2 separate regions of the Hordeum vulgare genome follow, and region 1 is linked to region 2. The links are chromatin contacts, called in public Hi-C maps. All regions are on one chromosome and are shown on one strand. Each heading gives the region's core, a stretch centred on a gene start, on an enhancer-like site or on the middle of the called end of the contact. The rest is flanking DNA. Distances are from core to core; before and after follow the strand shown. Region 1 has its middle 220 kb from the start of LOC123405263. Region 2 has its middle 71 kb from the start of LOC123405263.

Evidence for each region. Hi-C and Micro-C count contacts between places; a contact is called where the count stands out from the background.
Region 1: a contact with region 2 is called in a Hi-C map of leaf, with 4 times the contacts expected there. The contact joins two enhancer-like sites. A contact is called at or near these places in 2 of 6 Hi-C or Micro-C datasets (leaf and seedling) and 1 of 1 datasets of contacts at active chromatin or transcription factors (embryo).

What each region holds. Positions count from the first base shown.
Region 1 is chr6H:169,469,277-169,473,964 of MorexV3_pseudomolecules_assembly, forward strand. It overlaps the pseudogene LOC123405265. Among protein-coding and RNA genes, the nearest start is that of LOC123405263, 220 kb to the left of the region's middle. Within about 2 kb of position 2,890, at least 2 of the 3 cell types and tissues checked have open chromatin away from gene starts, as enhancers often do. A contact at or near this core is called in leaf, where this site is marked.
Region 2 is chr6H:169,321,092-169,325,517 of MorexV3_pseudomolecules_assembly, forward strand. No RefSeq gene overlaps it. Among protein-coding and RNA genes, the nearest start is that of LOC123405263, 71 kb to the left of the region's middle. Within about 2 kb of position 1,395, at least 3 of the 3 cell types and tissues checked have open chromatin away from gene starts, as enhancers often do. A contact at or near this core is called in leaf, where this site is marked.

The DNA of each region.
Region 1 (4,688 bases), core at 1,640-4,139, 150 kb after region 2:
ATTTTATGTGTATCTTAGACCAACATATGATTCATCACAGCGCACACATATTATTAGTGTGAATCCTCTCTGTTACTTTCAGTCTTTCCACACAGTTTTATAATAGAAACTGTCTTCCCACAACACGCACAACTTTGGAACTGTGTGTGATGACTTCCATCACTTTTGTTCCTATTGGCCAGAACGCATCCTCATGGATCGCACGTGCGAATCACAGGATGTACACAGATCGAACGACTATCCGTATCTCTATTACACCGGAGTGCTAGTTTCTTTGAGAGTGATATTTTCAGTTTATCATACGCTGTTGGGTCTGGAAACCTCTGCCTCTGAAGCGCATTATATTTTGGGGTGATATTTACGCCTTATCACAAAGAATTAGCCCCTCCTCCTCCCTGTCTCTAGTAGCACCTACAGTAATCCTATGGACCTCTACATTTCACCGCCTATCCCCACGGCAACCACTTAGCTCGACGTGTGTTGCCGCCGTAGCCGCGGCTTCTCAGCACCGATTTTCTCGACACTGCTAACCCAATTCAGGAATCTTCGGCACTGGACCTCCCATGGAGAAGCAGGTAACTGTAATCTACTTAAATATTTCCGCTCATCTCTTATCCCAGTCCATCTGCCCCTTTTAATCACCCGGCCGAAATCACCGTGGATTCACGTTCCTTCTAGCTTCGGGGGTTATCATCCTTTTTGAAAAGAAAAATGTTCCTTCTACATGATTCGAGGGTTTTCCTTCATAGAGTGTACAGTGCAAGGACATACAACCAATGAGTTTCATCTCACCATATCACACGACTTCATGAAGCGCACGGTAAGTTCAATCTCACACTACCTACGTTGACATGGCCTATACTTTTGGTGAACCGATACTATATATTGCCACATACTTCTTCTTCTTCTTCTTCTTCTTCTTCTAAATTAGGCAAATTAATGTTGTATTGTTCTTTTGTTTACTCTCATATACATATGCATGACATCACGGTTACATTATCTGTTTACTTATAATTTTTTGTCCTTTCATATCAATTGATGTGCTCTTCTTTTAACTACTCTCATACTAGCATGTTGCCATGTTCTTTAACAATCTTATTAATTCCTGCGGTACATCCCTTGCTTTGCAACAACAACTAATGCGCTAAATCTTGGACTTTACATAACTATAGACTCCAAGGATGTCATGCTGAGCACAAACCATCGATTTACAATCGTTATTTCTATGAAACTTGATGAAGATTGTCACTCCTATTTTGATATAGGACTTTGGCCAGAAATTTCGAAGTTTTATGTACTCAAAGCTGACACTAAAATTGCGTTGCACCTAAAAGATCCTAGCCATACAATAAATTCTAAATTCCCCGATGACATCATCCGTCCATACTTTGTAGGAAGTAAGTGTTCTTTCTAGTCTATGCATGTTGACTTGCGTAGCAATATCAAAGTAACTATGTAGTATTTTAGCAATCAATTAGGATTTTATTTTCTGAATTTGTTAAATCTGCTCCTACCTACTCCATCCGTTCCTAAATATAAGTCTTTTAAGCGATTTCACTAAGGGTCTACATACGGAGCAAAATGATTGAATCTATACTCTAAAATATGTCTATATACATCCGTATATAGTCCACTAGTGAAATCTCTAAAAAGACTTATATTTAAGAACGGAGGGAGTAGTAACTTGTACTCCCTACGTCCCAAAATAACTGTCTCAATTTTGTACTATCTCTAGTATAAAGTTATACTAAGCTTGAGACACTTATTTTAGGACGGAGGAAGTAATTACCAACGCACTACTTTTTTGCCCTGATCTAGCTACATAATCACTATTCTCCCACTTCTATGCTCATGACACAAAGTGTTGCCGTCGCCGATACTCTGGCGCTGGAGGACGAGGTTGCCAACAAGTGGAGGCAGGCCGAAACACAAGCGCCTCTGGCAGGCAGCCTCCACGATGATATGTTGATAGTGACCATCTCCGTGCTCCCAATCGAAGATGGTGTGTGCACAACCGTCCTGTCCTGACGATACATTTGTGCAAACTCAGCTGCCTTGCTTCCTTTCCTCTTCCATGCACACATCATCAGTGGCACAACGCACGCACATGCGCAGCAATGGCAGCAGATCCATACAGGACGATGAGCATCAAGCAAGCACGCACAGCTGCAGCAACAACAAGTCCCCTGATGGCCGCCTCCCTCAACCTCCAATGCGGCCCAACTCATACTCAACTCGTCATCAGTGTGCCCTTCCTATTTCTCCTACTCTCCTCACCGTGCCTGCAGTTTTCCCTCCTCGTCATGCTCCGGATTGAGACTACCTCATCCATCACCAACACGTTCTCTTTCCTCCCTACAATCCCCATTGACGCCTCACGATTTGGATTCCATGCTTCCTATCTTCCAGATCTGGGAAGAGCAAATCCCTAGAGTTGCCATGCCTACTTGCCGCCGTCCTGGATTGAAGCCATCTAATTCATCCCCGATCGGTCCCTTCCTCTATCCTTTCTCCTATCAGCTGCCCACCTCCTCGTCCGGTCTCCGTGGCCGCTTTCATCCATATCGGGGGAAAAGGCGGTTCCCCTGACGTGAGGCGTCGTGGGCACGCGGCTTGGTGGACTCGACGGCGTAGGCTGGAGAACCCAAGCACGTCGGTTCCTCGGAAGGATGCCTTCGGCATGCGTCCTCGCATTCCTGGTCACCGAGGCCGCCGAAGGCGTGTGGTGACGGTAGAAAGAGGGCCATTGCAGGCGCAAGAAGATGGGCGGTGCGAGAAGAAGGGGAAGGGAGGATCGGCGGCGCATTTGCTGGGGATCTGTTCTTGTCAATATGGGGCCAGAGAAGAAGTCAAGAAGGAAATGTCGGGAGGCACGATTTGGGTGGGAGACGGGTAGCGCCGCAACGATCGGCAGACCACGGCCCGGCAGAACATTTGATCTGAGATGTGGATTCATATGGCACACCATTGCATAATATAAGCAGTTGGATGTGTTTAAGTTGATTCGATCCGAGGGTTCTGGTTATCCTGTGTACAGTTTGATGTGTAGTTTTAGTAGAATTTATGTTTGCTCTTTTAACAGTAGTAGAGAGTATGTGACTTTTCCTTTCAAATTGATTATTTTCTGAAATTCAATGGAATCTTTATTTAATTTATGAAATTGTATCCAAATCGAAAAACTTTTTTTCGGAATTGGTGAATTTTTTGAAAATCGATGAACATAATTTAAAATTCGTAAACTTTTTTTCTGAATTGATAAAAAAATTGAAATAGGTAAACTTTTAAAAAAATCGGTGAACATATTTTAAAATTCATGAACATTTTTAAAATAAATTACCTGTTTTAAAAAATTGTTGAACTTTTTTTTCAAAATCGACTAGTTTTTTGAACTTCTGAAAATCCATTAACATATTTTTTTAAATGTTTAACTTTTTTTCATAATCATTAAACTTTTCGAAAATCTTATTAATTGCTTTTTAATCCAATGGAATTTTAATGTACCTTTTTGAATTCACATTTTTGAAAATCAATGAAAAAAATTGAGTCTGCAGCGGAGCGCCAGGAGATGTTTCATTAGCTGGTCCAGCGAGGGACACTGCAGACGCCAAATTTATGAAATTGTATCCAAATCGATGAACCTCTTTTCGAAATTGGTGAACATAATTTAAAAGTCGTAAACTTTTTTATAAAGTGATAAAAAAATGGAAATAGGTAAACTTTATAAAAAAATGTGAACATATTTAAAAATTCATGAACATTTTTAAAATCAATTACCTGTTTAAAAAAATTGTTGAACTTTTTTTTCAAAATCGATTAATTTTTTGAACTTTGTGAAAATCCATTAACATATTTTTAAAAATGGTGAACTTTTTTTTCATAATCATTAAAGTTTTCGAAAATCTTATTAATTGTTTTTTAATCCGATGGAACTTTAATGTACCTTTTTGAATTCACATTTTTGAAAACCAATGAAATTTTTTCGAGTCTGCAGCGGAGCGCCATGAGATGTTTCAGCAGCCGGTCCAGCGAGGGACACTGCAGGCACCAAATTTATGAAATTGTGTCCAAATCGATGAACTTCTTTTCGAAATTGGTGAATTTTTTGAAAATTGGTGAACATAATTTAAAAGTTGTAAAAAACAATTCTAAATTGATAAAAAAAATTGAAATAGGTAAACTTTTAAAATAATCGGTGAACATATTTTAAAAATCTTGAACATTTTTAAAATCAATAACCTGTTTTAAAAAATTGTTGAACTTTTTTTTTCAAAATCGACTAATTTTTTGAACTTTGTGAAAATCCATTAACATATTTTTAAAAATGGTGAACTTTTTTTTCATAATCATTAAACTTTTCGAAAATCTTATTAATTGCTTTTTAATCCGATGGAATTTTAATGTACCTTTTTGAATTCACATTTTCGAAAATCAATGAAATTTTTTCGAGTCTGCAGCGCAGCGCCAGGAGATGTTTTACCAGCTGGTCCAGCGAGGGACACCGCAGACGCCAAATTTCTGAAATTGTATCCAAATCGATGAACTTTTTTTCGAAATTGGTGAATTTTTTGAAAATCGGTGAACATAATTTAAAATTCGTAAACTTTTTTCTAAATTGATAAAAAAAATTAAATAGGTAAACTTTTAAAAAAATCTATGAACATTTTTAAAATAAATTACCTGTTTTAAAA
Region 2 (4,426 bases), core at 145-2,644:
GGTTTAACGATTTCTAAGACGCGATGTCCTTGCACGTTCGTAGTCGGATGTTCAAAGTCTACTCCATCAAAAACAATAGTCATCATCCCATCAAAAGATGGGACACCTTCGCTTTATCAGAGATTACGTTACATGGAGCGAGAGACACCATCATTCTCTCCATGCAAAGGCATCAGGTCCCAAGCAGAGGGAGTGTAACCTCCGTAGTAACTTTGCTAAGAAATTCCTGCAAAGATAATGGAGGAACATCAACTCATGTCGCCTACGCACAACACTGCTCACCTGAACATAAGGCTCAACCGCAACGCTAGGTATGGCCCCCATCACGTGCTAGGTGTTGAAACCAAGCTGCTCCGTCGAACTGAGAATCAGATGTGCAAGGGAATGCACATCTACAGTCTGAGAGTAGCCATCGAGGCAGGATAACAAGATCATATGTATAAAATATTCTTTTGATCGTGATGGAGGAAGGATATGTGTGAAACTAATTTCGCTTTCTTGATAATAAAATATTCTTTTGATCGTGATGGAGGAAGGATATGTGTGAAACTAATTTCGCTTTCTTTTTATCAAGAAAGGTAGAAAACTTACAATAATTGAATGATAAGAAAGACAGTGGTATCATAAATCTACTAGAGTTCAAGTCCTAAATTTGACATTGAAACTCGCATTCTTTACATTTATTTCAGGCCTTCCGACGTGAGAGGAGACGTCCCCATGATTGTGAAAATGTCCGTAACGACTTTACCGATTTTAAGATTGTGTGTCAGCTCAGTCTTTAAAAAAATGTTCGTATGAATAAAGTATACATGCGTGCATTAATAGGATTGAATATATGTACGTATGTATGAAGGTGTGCGTCTGTACTTTGTTATTATGATCAACAGACTAAGGCGTGTTTAGTTAGCTAAAACGTGAGAGGCTTGAAGGTTGAATTTTTGGTTAACTCGAGGTCTGTTCTGTAAAAGATACTACTGCCATCTTGACAGCCCCACCATTCTAGACGGTGATTGCACCTAGCTACACCTAAGACTAGTCATAGTGGGGAGTAACTAAGTAGTAACATCAACGCCACGTGGGCAAAAAATCTGACGTGACAAGTATTTAATGTGGAGAGAGATGGTAGTGGTAACATAGCTAGTTACCATCACATCACATATTTCAATGCACTATGTGTCTACAACCTAATAAATGTTTGTTTGTATGACACCACATGTATGTTACTCCCCACTATGAAGGTAGTAACATAGACTAATAACAACATCATGTTACTACTCTTAGTTACTCCCCACTATGAGCAGCCTAAAACTCGAGTTTTCGACCGGCCACGTCCTGTATGATCGGCAAGGATTTCGTGGTGTTGATTTGGACCCGCCCGAAATCGAATGGTCTGATGGTCAACTGAGGGACCAGGTCTCGCGCTTGGAGGTTTAGTATGTTGATTTCGTGGTTGGTGGTTTAGTATTTTTGTCGTTGATTTCGTGGTTGGTGGTTTAGTATTTTTGTCGTTGGAACGTGGAGATGGTTATGCATGTCTTTCCTCCCAAGTTGGTGTCGCCATCGCGGCCTCCCTGAAACACCGACCCCTATCTCTGGCTGATGTCACGTCTCCCTCAAGCCGCCTCCTGCGTCTCCCACGTATCCCTTGTGGCACCCACGCTCTTGTCCTCTTCCTGCTGTCTCTGGTTGAAACGTCTGGACACCACACGCAACACACGCTCTACGGCGGTCAAGGTATGGGCGGAGCTGCGCCGAGATGCAGCACTACGAGACGAGGCTCCGATGTTAGTATGTTTCGAACAGGTCGCCCTTCACCCGCGCGTTCCTGCTGCCATGCCCAAAGCGCAAAGGCGTTGCTCGGTTGCAGCAGGCGAAGAACGGGACGGTGCTGCCACGCCCGCGACGGAGTTGGGTCACAGCAGGGAAAGCTTTGCAGCAGGCGATGCTAAGTGGCCACTGCTGCCATGCCGACGGCGGAGCTGTGTTGCAGCAGGCGAGGCTACGAGCATCCTGGTGCCATCCATGCCCAAGCCCAACGGTGGAGCTGCGTTGCAACAGGTCATTAGTTGCAGATGCACGACCACGATCCGGCGGTGAGGCTGCGTTGTTGCACCAGGTAGCTGCAGACGCTGCCGACCAGTGGCCATGCGCTTTGCAAGGGGGTTGACGCCCCGGTCGCCTACAGCGGTGGCGCTGCGGCCGGCACTAGCGGGGTAGCTACAAGACGGAACATGGAACTGCCAACCTGGTTGGGATGTCTCGCCAGACCTCGCCGCTGTAGCCAGGGTTCCCGTGCTTGGAAGAAGATGGAGAGACGGTGAGACACTGTGTAAAGGGTGCGGCTAAATCCAAGTCAACTGAGATTTGACCAATTCTTAGTTAAATGATAAGTAGAACAAATGAAAAATTTAAATGAAAAATTAGAATGCATTTTCATGTAAGATCTCACGAATGTAGTATCGACTGAGACTTGGTTAGACACTGAGATTTTCTGCTCGGTAAAACCTAAATCACACTCACACATTACCGAGTTTTTTTAAGCAACAGGCTATATATCCCGTCGACTTCTATTATCACAACATCGTAAACAATTGAAGAGAAAACAAAAGGACGAAAGAATAAAGATAAAAGTCTGTCTAGGACACATCTAAACCATCGTAAGATCACTGCCATAAGAATTAAACATGCAAAACTTATGCACATCTAGATGTGTTTTAGCGAAAAAGATAACTTCCCTACAAGCCAAGACATTGTCAGCCTCCTACTGCTGCAACAGATAGGATGGCCACGCCCGCACGCCGAATCATACAGGGCAGAGCAACCTCTCGGGTAAAAAAGAAAGGTGAGCAACCTCTAAAATTATTACAAATTCAGCATCAAGCTCAAAAGAGCAGTCAACTACTTCCTCCGTGTCTAAATATAAGTCTTTTAAGATATTTTATTAGGTGTCTACATACAAAACAAAATGAATGAATCTATATTCTAAAGTATGTCTATATACATCTGTATGTAGTTCATTAGTTGAACCTTTAGAAATACTTATATTTAGGAAAGGAGAGAGTACCAGTTAGTATCATTCTTGCAATGGGAGCCCATGGGTCCATGGTTGTGAGCAAAGATCTCTTGTATCACCTTATTGATGTCAAACGGTTGCAGCACTTGCTGAGTCTAAAATGCAAAAGCAAACATAACGCAAACATACATCTCGACAACCTTTGTGTCCTTGACAGTTCTTGGAGTTCTCCACCGGCCACGTCCTGTATGCAATCTATCAAGTCCTTTTCTTAGGGAAAATAATATACTACTGAGATGAGATGCGGTGGAGGCTGGTCCGTGTTGGGATCCACGACACGTTGCCAGCAAGTGGGCATGACGGCATGGTTTCGAAAAGAATGAATGATAGTCCGTACTTGATGCCGACCTAGTAGCATAACGCCATAACCAGTTGACGCAAGTGGGCAGGACTTGCTTTCCATCTGCACATTCTTAATACGAACCACTTTGCCGGCCCGTATGAACTTTTCTTGGTGCTACATTATTAGTATTATGCGTCTGGATACTGGATGAAAATGTGTAGATCGCGAGGACTTGGTTACCTTCGGTATCTCCCGCCACGCGATCGTCATATACACGAAAGTAAACAAGCCCGCATACACCGGATTTGTTTTATTGTTTCGAACTCGACCTGTTCATTAACAGCCCAGCAGCATTTTTTTTCCTATATAAAGAAAAATAATAGGGGTCTCCCCTCCGGTTACATTCATTAACAAGATGAATCCAAACTGTGGCACGCAGATGCATGGGCGGAGGCATCGATCTCTTTTTTTCTTTCAATTTTCAATCTTTTGAACAAAAATTCATATTGAGTTTTGTTTGTATATTCGTGTTTTTGTGACGACCGCCTTCAAAGAAGATTTGTTTTGTTAGAATATTAGGTAAATTTGTAATTAATTTTGGTAAATAAATCATGACAAGAATCAGTAAATAAATCATGATGAGAATCAGGAGTAGCATGCAACAATCTAACATACTACATGAACAACAAAATATACATAACATCATCGCACACGAAGTAGCAACTACACAAAGAGACATTTGCAGATCATGAATGTCGTACTATTCGTTAGTTGCTGCATGAGCGACGGTGTTGACGACGGTCTGTTGTTGACGGCGATGTAAACGACGACGAGTTGCACCGCCCGACTTGGACAGAAGAGGACTCGTAACGACAATCTTGAGCAGTTGCGTGGAGCACTTCCCAATAACTTAATTCGTCCTTCCCCGGTGCAGGATTGCAAGGAAGGACGGTTTCGAAGACCTGCTCTCCCGCACGTCAATGCACGCCACAGTTCGGAATGAAGTAGACTACGATGGTTGCACAATTTGCGAGGCGTGGCAAAACCCTAGTGTTTTTGGTGTGTCTTTG